Regions from separate parts of the Sus scrofa genome. Here all the other regions are linked to region 2. Evidence: chromatin contacts called from public HiChIP or PLAC-seq and promoter capture Hi-C data. All regions are on one chromosome and are shown on one strand. The core of a region is the stretch at or near the end of the contact, and the rest is flanking DNA. Distances in the headings are between cores, read along the strand shown.

Region 1 (4,222 bases), core at 1,626-4,125, 200 kb after region 2:
TGGAATCCAGCATGCCTCAGCCTCCAGGTCAGCAGCCCTCTCTTGTCCTGTCATCTCTGCTTTACAAATGGTGAACTGGGGCTCTGAGAGACTGGGGCGTGAGCAGGTAAAAGCGCAGGAATCAGCATCCAAGTCATTGGTTCCAAAACTGGTAGTTTATAATCATATTACCTCAACTGCTCCTTTGCCCTGCCAATGAATTCCAATGACTATGACTGCCTTGACTGTCACCACATGCCTAGGTGCAGGGAACGCAACAGAAAAGACACAGAAACATCTCTGCCCTCATAGAAGTAACATTCAGTGTGTGTGTGGGGAACCACATAAATGTCAGTGACACACTCTGGTAAACTGTTAAATGATGACAGATGGTAGTGCTGTTCTGGAGAAATGAAAGCACAGGATAATGACTGAAGGGTGGAGCTGTGGGGCTGCCATCAGGGGCAGCAGCTCAGATGTGACTTGGAATAAGCCGTATGGATTTCTGGAAGAACCTGGGTAGAGAAAACAGCTGGTGCATAAGTTCTGAGGTGGGACAAGGAGCAGTTACAGGGCTAGTGAGGCTGGAGGGAGGGAGCAAGGGAGAGATAGAGAGGAGGTGAGGGCAAGGAAAAGACAGGAGTAGAGCGTGCCCAGTTCTGTGGGTCTCAGGGAGAAGAACTTGGGCTCTTCCTGCATGAGGTGGGAGCCATGGAGTGTTGTGAGCAGAGGGGAGAGCACTTTCCGGTTTCAGGTTGTCACAGGCGCCCTCTGGCAGCTATGGGGAGTGGCAGGGGCAGGAGATCTGGAAGGATGTAACTGCCCTGGTCTAGGTGGGACTACCTGGGTGGGTGGGTGGGGTCAGGGAGGTGGGAAGTAGGTGGATTCTAGATTAATCCTGGAGGCAAAAAGGATGAGATCCAACCTGGATGTGAGAGAAAGGGAGGAAGCCCAAGTATCTCTAAGGGGAGACTGTAGCAGGATCAGTGTGCGTAGGGAGCAGAGGTGGGGGAGGGGGGGTAGGATCAGGAGCCTGTTTTTTGTTGTTTTTTTCCCCCATGTGATTGCCTTTATTTTTGTGATACTCTTTTAAATTTTTTATATATGCTTTTTATTTTTTCCATTATAGCTGATTTACAGTATTCTGTCAATTTCTACAATACAGCAAAGTGACCCAGTCATACATATGTACACACATTTTTTTTTTCACATTATCTTTGGTCATGTTCCATCACAAGTGACTAGATATAGTTGCCTGTGATATAGAGCAGATCTCATTGCTTATCCATTCCAAATGCAACAGTTTGCATCTATTAACCCCAGACTCCCAGTCCATCCCACTCCCTCCCTCTACCCAGGAGCCTGGTTTTGATATACTGAATTTCGAGATGCCCAAGAGACACCTCCCCCCACTGGCTGCCAGATGGAGGTGAGCAGGGTGCTGGGTACCAGGTCTAAGAAAACTGAGGCTCTGGGGACTATTTCACAAATATAAACAATTTTCTCAAGACTATTGCACTAGTGTGTGGAGTGTGATTCAAATTCAGATCTGATTCCACCAGATCTCTATGTAACTTCTCTTTGTAACTTTACAAGATCAACCCTATCCACCTATAAACAAACAAACAAAAACATTTAAAGACAACCAGGGGGGAGTTCCCTTTGCGGCTCAGAGGTTAATGAACCCACCTAGGATCCGTGAGGATGCAGGTTCGATCCCTGACCTCGCTCAGTGGGTTAGGGTTCCAGTGCTGCCCTGAGCCACGGTGTAGGTTGCAGATGCGGCTCTGATTGTGTATTGCTGTGGCTGAGGCTGGCAGCTGTAGCTCTGATTAGACCTCTAGCCTGGGAACTTCCTAAAAAGAAAAAAAAAAAAAGAGAGAGAGAGAGAGAGAGAAAACAATCACAAAAATGATGTTCATTGGGAGTTCCCATTGTGGCTCAATGGAAATGAACCCAACTAGGATCCATGAAGACTGGGGTTTGATCCCTGGCCTCATTCAGTGGCTTAAGGATCGGGCATTGCCTGCGCTGTGGTATACGTTCAGATGCCGGTGGGATCTTCTGCTGCTGTGGTTGTGGTGTAGGCTGCAGTGGCAGCTCAGATTCTACCCCTAGTCTGGGAACTTCCATATGCTGCAAAAAAACAAAACAAAACAAACAAAAAACACTCCCCAAAACAGCCCTGTGCTCTTCTCAGAGGTTTACTGGTATCCTATGGCAATGAATCCCTACAAGAAAAGTGCTACCACTATGACCATTTCACAGGTAAGAGGCTCAAGGTAAAGAAATAATGGCTGTCAAAGGACCCTCGATGTGCACCCAGCACTGCCTTCCTGCAAAGCTGGGTTTTTTTTTTTCCAACTCGTGTCCCAGGCTGCCTTTCCTCTCGATATCTGTTAAAGAGGACAGTAACAGTGAACGAACGAAAGAAATCAAACTGCGAAAGCAGCTAACCTAAGTTGAACAGTTTTTGCGCGACAGTCCTTACTTTAGAAGGCCCGTTGATTGGTAGATAATTTTTCCGTACGTACTGCACCTAGAAGGAAACTGAGGCTCACAGCACTGGGTATTCTCCACCCTCAGCCCCTCGCAAGCCCGCGCTCACCTTCTTAAGCTTCTGCTGCTGCACGATGCGTGCCTTCTTGGGTGCGATTACGCGACCTGGGGAAGGATGCGCTTTCATAAGGCTGGAGATTCCGGGATCCACCTCCCCCCTCAGCCCCCAGCCCGTTCCTCACCGCCCTTCCTTGGCCCCCGGTTCCGCTCCGAGGCCGCCGCAGCCGTCTTGCTCTTCCCCGGCTTCTGCGCTTGGAATTTGGGCTGCCCCTGCGCCATGCTCAGTCACGAACCGGAATAGGCGGGGCCGTGAGCAGTCGCAGCCGGAAGGCGCTGGGCACGATGGGATACAGTGGGATCGGAGGCGCAATAGCTCATGGGACATTATGTGGCAAAGAATTAAAGGGACAGCTACCCAGATTGGTTAAGTAGATGATCATAGCCCGGGCTTTGCAAAAAAGTAAAGGTTATAGTGATAAGCTAACACTTACTGGGTACTTATTTGTTTTGCAAAACTTACACTATTTTATGCTCTTTATACATAAAATTAAATCTAGGTCCTAAGGGGAGACAAGTGAAGCACTCTGGTGCAAAATTTAAGGTTTCCCAAACTTCAGTAATCGAGATTAAAAAAAAAATTATATATATTTTTGCTTTTCTTTTTTTTTTTAGGGCTGCACCCACCGCACACGGAGGTTCCCAGGCTAGGGTCAAATGGGAGCTACAGTTGCTGGCCTATGCCAGAGCCACAGCAACGCAGGATCCGAGCCCCCTCTGTCACCTATACACCACAGCTCACGGCAATGCCGGATCCTTAACCCACTGAGCAAGGCCAGGGATTGAACCTGCAACCTCGTGGTTCCTACTCAGGTTCGTTAACCACTGCGCCATGACAGGAACTCCAAAATATATATATTTTAAAATTTTATAATGATTTTTATTTTTTCCATTATAGTTGGTTTACAGTGTTCTGTCAATTTTCTACTGTACAGCAAAGTGAGCCAGTCACACATATATGTATACATTCTTTTTTCTCGCATCATCATGCTCCATCCTAAGTGACTAAAAACATTTTTAACATTAAAATATATATATTTTTAAAAGATAAAAAAAAATATATTTTCTTCCTAGGGCTGCACCTGCAGCACATGGAAGTTCCCAGGCTAGGTGTCAAATCAGAGCTGCAGCTGCCGGCCTAAGCCATGGCAAAGCAGAAATCAAGCTGCGTCTGTGACCTACACCACAGCCTGAGGCAATGCCAGATCCTTAACCCACTGAGCAAGGCCAGGGATCAAACCCACATCCTCGATACTAGTCGGGTATCCACTGAGCCACAATGGGGACTCCTAAAAATATACATTTTTTTGTCTTTTTGCTATTTCTTGGGCTGCTCCCATGGCATATGGAGGTTCCCAGGCTAGGGGTTGAATCGGAGCTGTAGCTGCCAGCCTACGCCAGAACCACAGCAACGCGGGATCCGAGCCGCATCTGCGACCTACACCACAGCTCACGGCCACTCCGGATCGTTAGCCCACTGAGCAAGGCCAGGGATCGAACCCGCAACCTCATGGTTCCTAGTCGGATTCATTAACCACTGCGCCATGACGGGAACTCCCCCTAAAAATATTTTAATATTAAAAAAAATCAGGGATTCCTGCCATGGGGCAGTGGGTTAATGATGTGG
Region 2 (4,111 bases), core at 182-2,681:
CGGCAATGCTGGATCCTTAACCCACTGAGCAAGGCCAGGGATCTAACCTGCAACCTCATGGTTCCTCGTCAGATTCGTTTCAGCTGCACCACGACAGGAACTCCTCAGTTCCCACCTTCAAATGCTCCTTTTACTCTCCTCTCACTTGGCCAAATTTGAAATGAATTTCAGTTTCCAGAGTGATTCACTGTGAAGCAACATCAGTCACCCCCTCAGAATGTGAGTTCCATGAGGCTTTCTTTCTCACTGCTGCACCCCCAGCACCAGACCAAATGACCTTTTCATATGCTCAGAGAAGCTAGCAGCCTAAGGTCACACAGCACTAAAAACAACTCCTAATCATTAAGTGTTTTCTCTTTCTCAAGTGCCTCACTCACTGAATTCTCAGAACCAACCCTGGGAGGCAAGTTCCATTACTATCAACTTTTGATAGAGGACGAAACAGGCTCAGAGAGGGAAAGTGATCGGTCCAGGGTAACAGGCAAAGAAATGAGGGAACCTAGACTCTAAGGACTTGAAAGTGGGCAGGGCTGGGGGTGGGGGGTGGGACAGAATGGGTTCTCTCAACCTGAGAAGGCTAGGAACCTAAGCGGTGCCGTCCAAAGCCTCAGTTTCCCCGTCATCCCCTTGTACTCACTACTTCTGGCTCTGGAGGTAGAGCGTGGAGGGGGTTCCCAGGTCCCCAAGAGGCTCCCACGAGCAGTTTAAGTCGCCCAAGGGTCCGACTCCATAGCACTGCAGTGGCCCAAGGCTTCCTGGAGAGAGGGGCGGGAGAGTCCAAAGGAAGGTGGTCAATTCCCCCAGCCACCGGCACACTCCAGAACCTGAACTTCCGCGCCCCCCATCCCGAGTTTTGACAGCTTCTGAGGGGGATCCAGGGTCCCTCACGGAAGTGGGTGACAGAAAGGGGGCGCTGGGTACCGCTCCCCAGGCTTTGGGCATAACTCCTCCCCTCCCTCTGCCAGCCACATCCTGTTACCACCCCCTACAGCCCCTACCCCTGCCCACCCCCCACTCCGGGCTCTGGCTCCCAACTCGCTTCCGCCCATTACCCAGCTCCTTTCTTCTCCCAGTCCCTACCCCTGCGGCGGGGTGGGGGTGGGAAAGCAGATTAGCGCCGAGACCTCAGTCATTCATTTCGCAAACTTGAGCTGCACCCCTGAGGATGTGCGCTTTCAAGCATGAGCGTGGCGGCAGAGAGCCCGACACGAGCTCGCTCCAGAACTCACCCTGGGGCCGAGTCCGGTGGAACAGCAGCAACAACAGGGGCAGCAGCACCAGCTTCGGCCAGGGCACAAAGGCGGCGGCCCTGGCCCCAGGCATGGCACTCCCGCGCCCCTAGTCCTGCCCGGCCCTTCCCGGCCCAGCGCGGCCGCGCCGCTCGCCTAGCTCTCGGGACCCAGCGCCCAGAGCGGCAACGGGAAGCCGATCCACCCCTCGCGTCCGCCTCCGCACCTTGCGCTCGGGATCCCCGCCCCTTTGCTGCGCCGGAAAGTCCCCGGCCGCGCTCTCAGGGGCTGGGGAGGGGAGAGCCAAGGGGGAGAGAGAGGGGGAGGAGGAGCGGCGTCGAGGGTGCGGCAGAGCTCCTCTGATACCTGCCCCTCCCCTCCCCAAACACCATACACACACACACACACACATACACACGCTGCCAAGTACTTTGGAACTTTTATTTGGGGGGTTGAGGAAGATTCTGATCCGTACCCCTCCCCCCACCACTGAGCCTCCACCCCAGGAAACGAAGGGAACCTGAGGTCCCTCTTCCAGGCTTGGGGTCCACAGCTTTAGAACCCAGGCTGGGGTGGAGGGAGGGGCCTGGAAGGCTTCGGGGAGAGAGGGGGCAAAGGCTAGAATGGGGCGGGAGTTGGGGGTGGTATAGTTTGGGCTGGCGAGGGGACAGTGGCCACAGCTGGGCCAGGGTCTCAGTGTGGCCACTTTGGGTAGAGCAGGGGCAACCGTTGCAGCAGGAGACAGTACAGGCCAGGAAAGGCATGAGATGGGCTGGGGAGAAAGGGTCCCCATGTGGCCAGGTAGGGGCACAGCCTGCTCAGGGTCAGGATAGGCTGGCCAAAGGTCAGGGTTGGGTGGGAGGACTCTATTCTGAGCCCATAGTGCCTGAGCTCTGTGACTTGCTGATGAATGAATGCATGAGGGGCTAGAAACAGGTGCCCACCTGGACACCCATTAGGTGGACAGCAGAGCTGGGACATTCACTCTGGTTCTCCATGGCCACCTGGTCCCCTGTCTAGCAGAGGCTGCTGATTTCACTCTTGCTGCACCCCCACTTGCAGCAGTTGCTGGAGAGGCCAGCCAGGACATCACGACTGCCCCTAAGAGCCCCAGGGGTTCTCTGCCAGCCTGGTTGAACCCCATAGAAGGTCTCAGGGGACTTGGTCAGGGCCAGCCATTCGCTGGAGGCCATTGCCTCGTCCAACTCGCTGTCTGCGTTGGAATCTGTGTCTGAGAAGACATCCCCTGCAAAAAGATGAAAAGAGTGAGTGCTTGGGATTCAGCTCAGGCCACACTCAGAGTTCTGGCTCCTGGCTGGTCCAGCCACTTCTCTGTTCTTGTGACTCAGCCTGTTAGTTAAAGATTTTTTTGTTTTTGTTTGTTTGTTGTCTTTTTAGAGCCACATCTAAAAAGAAAAAAAATTGTGGCCAATGACATGGCCCCGTGGGACAAGGACAGGTGCAGCTGGGCCCCTGGCAGTGTCCTGGAGGCTCCTAGCAGCCTTGGGGTCCTCAGGGAGGACTGGGGGGTGGGGGAACACAGGGCTTAGGACAGTGACTCTTTTTTTTTTTTTTTTTTAGGGCAGCACCTGTGGCATATGGAAGTTCCCAGGCTAGGAGTCAAATTGGAGCTGCAGCTGCCAGCCTAGGCTGCATCCACAGCAACTCCAGATCCGAGCTGCGTTTGCAACCTATACAACAACTCATGGCAACACTGGATCCCCAACCCACTGAACAGGGCCAGGGGTTGAACCCTAATCTTCACGGATACTAGTTGGGTTCATTATCACTGAGCCACAAGGGGAACTCCCAGTTAAAGATTTTGATGCCACTGGTACCTGGGTTCCAGCTTTGATGGGCAGCTTACTCGACCTCACTGAGCTTGGCTTTCTGCTTCAATCATTTTCTTTCCCCTACTATTTATTTGTGGAGGACCTGATGGTTAAGAACATGTGTTTGGGAGTTCCCGTCGTGGCACAGTGGTTAGCAAATCTGACTAGGAACTGGGAGGTTGTGGGTTCGATCCCTGGCCTTGCTCAGAGGGTTAAGGATCCAGCGTTGCTGTGAGCTGTGGTGTAGGTCGAAGATGTGGCCCGGATCCCAAGTTGCTGTGGCTGTGGTGTAAGCCAGTGGCTGTAGCTCAGATTAGACCCCCAGCCTGGGAACCTCTATATGCCGCAGGAAGCAAACCCTAGAAAAGGCAAAAAAAAAAAAAAAACATGTGTTTGAGAGCTGAACTGACTAAGCACCAATCCAGCCTCTCTGAGTGATAACCCTGAGCAAGTGAATTTACTTCTCTGAGCTTAAGTTACCTTGTCTGCAAAGTGAGGATAATAATAACTCTTATCTTCTAGGATCTCGTACCCAGTAGAAGACTCAATACCCATTAAAAACAAAAACAAAAACAAAAACAAAAACAAAAAAAACGGAGTTCCCATCGTGGCACAGTAATTAACGAATCTGACTAGGAACCATGAGGTTGAGGGTTCAATCCCTGGCCATGCTCAGTGCGTTAAGGATCTGGAATTGCTGTGAGCTGTGGTGCAGGTCGCAGACACAACTGGGATCCTTCGTTGCTGTGGCTCTGGCATAGGCCAGCGGCTACAGCTCTGATTAGACCCCTAGCCTGGGATCTTCCATATGCTGTGGGAGCGGCCCTAGAAAAGGCAAAAAAACCCCAAAAACAAACAAACAAAAAAACACTTAAAACAGTGTCTGGCACATGGTAAGCACTCAACTGTATGCTACTCTGTCTTGCCTCACTTTTGCCACTTAACACCTGCAGGATACAGGGCCTGTGCTCCTATTTGCTGTTAAAGAGGATCAGGGAGGGAAAGCAAGTTGGTAGGAGGGTCACCTACTAGGTGGCAAATCTAGCCTTG
Region 3 (3,618 bases), core at 128-2,627, 140 kb after region 2:
CACTCATCAGGTGCACAGCCATGGGATCACCCTGATGCACAAGAGCTCAACACACACAGATACACAGACACAACACATGGATATATACACAGAACAGAAACACACCCCTAGAGACATGTCAGGTATGTGGTCTCAGAGGCACACACAGACACGCAAAGTTCACAGACACTCAAACATATGCACAATCACTCATGTACAAAGTGCAGAGTCACACCGGAATTCATAGAACCAACACACACCTGCAACCCCCTAGCACAGGGCCCTGGGGCCACAGGGCTCCATAAGGACACACGAAATACAGGGACACTTGAGGATGTGTGTACCTAGTACCAGCTGGTATAGGCACACACTCAGACCAGGTACACAGGTCACATAAAGCAGGTGGACTCAAAAGTTGTACAACGGTTGGGGTTCTCCTGATCTCCTGGAGATGCTTACACAGAGCCCCCTCCCACACACACACCCAGGTACCTGGGCATGCACAGTAGGAAAGTACCTTGGCTGAGGATTCCTCCAGGGATCTGCACACAGATCCCCCCATATGCTTCCCTACAACAGCCCCTGCTTGTTGTAGCCACCGTGGCTGGTGGAAGGAGGTCACCTCAGGGCAGACTGTGGTGCCATGTGGCTCCCATTGGCCAGGACTGAGCTGACAGATTTCTCATTCTATTTATTGATCTACCCCCCACTCCAGTCCTGGAGAGGGTAAAGGAAACCCTCGAGCTCCCCCCGCCCCCTTAAGCCCAGGCTTTAACCCTTGTGGGGCCATGGTCCTTCTCCACCTGGTCATGTCCCTCAATTCTGGTCCCCTCACCACTGTCCTGCCTCAGTTTCTCCTTTCTCCAAGTCTCCCTTTCCCATACCTTCCCCACTTCCTTTAGATTTCTGCCCAGAAAGCCAAGCTCCAACTGGCCTAGGAGGGTGGGGGTTCAACCCTACTCTACACCTGACTTCTCCCACTGGGATGGTGATTCCCTGGAGGGGAGGGGCATGTAAGGAAGAGGATGAGAGTAAATAGTAATTGTGCCTCCGTGGGTGGGGACAGCTTTGTTGGTGTCTTTTGTGTATCCTCCCCCTTCTAACTGAAAAGCAGGAGGGGATGTCTTTGGAATATACATTTATTCATTCCACTCAAATCATCTCAGACTCTTCCCAGCAAACCAATGAAGTGGATATTGTAATTTTCACAGATGGGTAGCTGAAGCCCAGAGAGGAGCTGACTCTTGCCCAGGGAGGCACAGCCTGTAGGCTGCAGAGCTGGGATCCTGTGGCCCGGCCTTAACCCATCTTCCTTTCAGGATTATCTTGAAGCCCTCCAGCCAGCCTTCCGGCCTGCTGAGCTTCCCGCATCCAGCAGCAGGGGGCAGCAGACACCAGAGCCCTCCCCTATTCGCGCAGGCTGGCTCTCGGTTCCTCTTTCTCTCAGCCCTTCCCAACCCCCAGCTTATGAGGCCCCAAAAATGCAGGGGCCCCAGAAGAAAGGAGGCGTTTCTTGAATAAAGCCCCCTAGAACTCAGGTCCCTAGCAATGCCTCACTGGCACGTGATCCCTCTTAATGTCTAGCTCTACTTGCGGCAACACAGGCTGGGCGGGCAGCCTCTGCATTCCTGAACTGGGTCAGACCAGGAGAGAGGATTCCTGGATCCCAGCCCAGTGGTCAGTCCCACCCTCACCCTAAAGTCCTTTGAATATCCCCTGGAGTCCAGCACAGGATGGGAGGGGCAGTGGGGGAAGCCCCAGTGCCCAAACCTCCTGGTTCCTTCTGGCGTGGGAACTGTCCTCCCCACCCCACCCCAGCCCCCAGTTCCTGGGGCCCCTGCCAGTGCTGACTCATAGGGGACCCAGGGCTGTGACTCAGCAGCAGCCCTTCCTGAACCTACCCCCTGAGAGATTTCCTACCCCATGTCACCTCGTGTCCCCTTGGGGGTCTCCTCCAGGACCAGATGTAGGCCTGGTGGGTGTGTCAACAAGAAGGCCCTTCTCAGCTCCGTCAACCCCCCAAGCCCCAACCCCCAGGGACCACCCCTGCCAAGGCTGTGGCCATGGGAAGGGGGATGCCCTGCAGTGGGGTCTTGGGCGGTGCCCGTGTGTGCCCAGATGTGTGTGTAGCTGGCACACCCAGCAGTCAGCCAAGAGGAAAGTTCGAGAAGGCAAGGCCCAGGCTAGGAGGACACCTTCCTCCGCACCCAACCGGAGTCTGGGCAGGAACGCTCCAGGTCCAAACGAGGCCCTGGGCTGGGAGCTTGTTCCCTCAACCACAAACCAGCTTCTCCAGACATCTTCCCCGTCTCCGGAAATGGCAACTGCGTTCTTCCAGCTTGGGCCAAAACCTGTCCTACCAAATGCAATCTGGAGTTCATGTCTTGGTGCAGCAGAAATGAATGCGACTAGGAACCATGAGGTTGTGGGTTCGATCTCTGGCCTCGCTCAGTGAGTTGGGGATCCAGTGCTGCCGTGAGCTGTGGTGTAGGTCGCAGACATGGCTCAGATCTGGCATTGCTGTGGCTGTGGCACAGGCTGGCAGCTCTAGCTCTGATTAGACCCCTAGCCTGGGAACCTCCATATGCCACGGGTACAGCGTTAAAAAGACAAAAGACAAACAAACGAACAAACAAATGCGATCTGTTAACAAATTCAGTTACTGTCCTCTCTAAACAGCACCTAGGATCCTACCTTCTCCAGAAGCCCCCACCCAGGTCCGGCCCTCATCGTGTCTCTCCTGGACCTAGGACATTGCCACCTCCATGCTCTCCCTGCCCCCACCTCACACAGTCTGTTCCACTACAGCCCAAGGAAGGGCAACTGTGAACACCTTGGGCCTGCCATGTCCCTCCTCTGCTCAGAACCCTCCATGGTTTCCATTTCATTCACACCAAAACCCCAAGTCCTCCCCTAGACCCTGCACACTCTATCCTGTCCCCTCCCTGCCTCTCCCCCACTCCCTCCCTGGCTTCCTCTGCTCAGTCACATGGGCCTCCTCACTTTTCCTCAGACACACCAGACGTGGTCCAGCCTCAGGGCCTTTGCACAGCCCGTCCCCTCTGCCAAGGCCTCTCTTCCCCAGACACCTGCATGACCACCTCCTTTACCTCCTTCAGGTCTCTGCTTAAATATCCCCTCTTCAGTGAAACCTTCCTTGTTCCCCTTATTTAAATTCTTACCCCATTGCTTTATCCTGCTCTATTTTTTTCATCACCCTATCACCTTTGAACACACTGTATGTTTTACTGCATATTCTTGTTTCTTGTCTGACCCCTGTAGTCACATGTCAGCTCCTTCAGGGCAGGAAGCTCTGTCTTGATCACCACTGGAGCACTGACAGCAAAGTCTTAGACTGTTCTATGGACATATGGATAATTACCATGTTCCTGGCACATTGGGGGAACAACAAAGATGTGGCACCTGCCTGCCACTATCTGGCATGGTGGACAGTCACTTAGTTAGCTGGTTGCAGTGAAGAGTTTTCAGTGCCGAAAGCCAGAAGTACAAGGGAGTATAGGGAAGGTGTGGAGGAGGTGAGGTCATGAAGGGCCTTGACGACCAGTGAGTTTAGATATAAGTAGGACAGGAGGATTTGGGGGGGTGGGGTATTTTTATTTTTATTTATTTTTCTTTTTT

Evidence for each region. Promoter capture Hi-C pulls out the DNA fragments that hold promoters and counts their contacts. HiChIP or PLAC-seq counts read pairs in DNA pulled down with a chosen protein or histone mark.
Region 1: an H3K27ac HiChIP or PLAC-seq map of alveolar macrophages shows a contact between it and region 2. The contact joins the promoter of C2H19orf53 here to the promoter of IL27RA in region 2. A contact is called at or near these places in 2 of 47 Hi-C or Micro-C datasets (alveolar macrophages and embryonic fibroblasts) and 1 of 2 datasets of contacts at active chromatin or transcription factors (alveolar macrophages).
Region 3: a promoter capture Hi-C map of liver shows a contact between it and region 2, with 4 times the contacts expected there. The contact joins the enhancer-like site here to the promoter of IL27RA in region 2. A contact is called at or near these places in 1 of 5 promoter capture datasets (liver), 23 of 47 Hi-C or Micro-C datasets (adipose tissue, alveolar macrophages, blood and 10 more) and 2 of 2 datasets of contacts at active chromatin or transcription factors (alveolar macrophages and skeletal muscle).

What each region holds. Positions count from the first base shown.
Region 1 is chr2:65,343,585-65,347,806 of Sscrofa11.1, forward strand. C2H19orf53 (leydig cell tumor 10 kDa protein homolog) reads right to left here and starts at 2,876. Exons shown (of 3, transcript XM_003123347.4): 1 at 2,721-2,876; 2 at 2,588-2,643. The coding sequence starts at 2,817. It overlaps LOC110259336 (a long non-coding RNA gene), which reads left to right. Exons shown (of 2, transcript XR_002341619.1): 1 at 1-27.
Region 2 is chr2:65,148,234-65,152,344 of Sscrofa11.1, forward strand. IL27RA (interleukin 27 receptor subunit alpha) reads right to left here and starts at 1,432. Exons shown (of 14, transcript NM_001243884.1): 1 at 1,230-1,432; 2 at 638-755. The coding sequence starts at 1,323. It overlaps RLN3 (relaxin 3), which reads right to left. Exons shown (of 2, transcript NM_001045679.1): 2 at 2,246-2,475. The coding sequence ends at 2,246.
Region 3 is chr2:65,286,879-65,290,496 of Sscrofa11.1, forward strand. No RefSeq gene overlaps it. Among named protein-coding and RNA genes, the nearest start is that of MIR181C, 8.7 kb to the left of the region's middle. Within about 2 kb of position 1,378, at least 48 of the 83 cell types and tissues checked have an H3K27ac peak or open chromatin away from gene starts, as enhancers often do. A contact at or near this core is called in adipose tissue, alveolar macrophages, brain and 7 more, where this site is marked.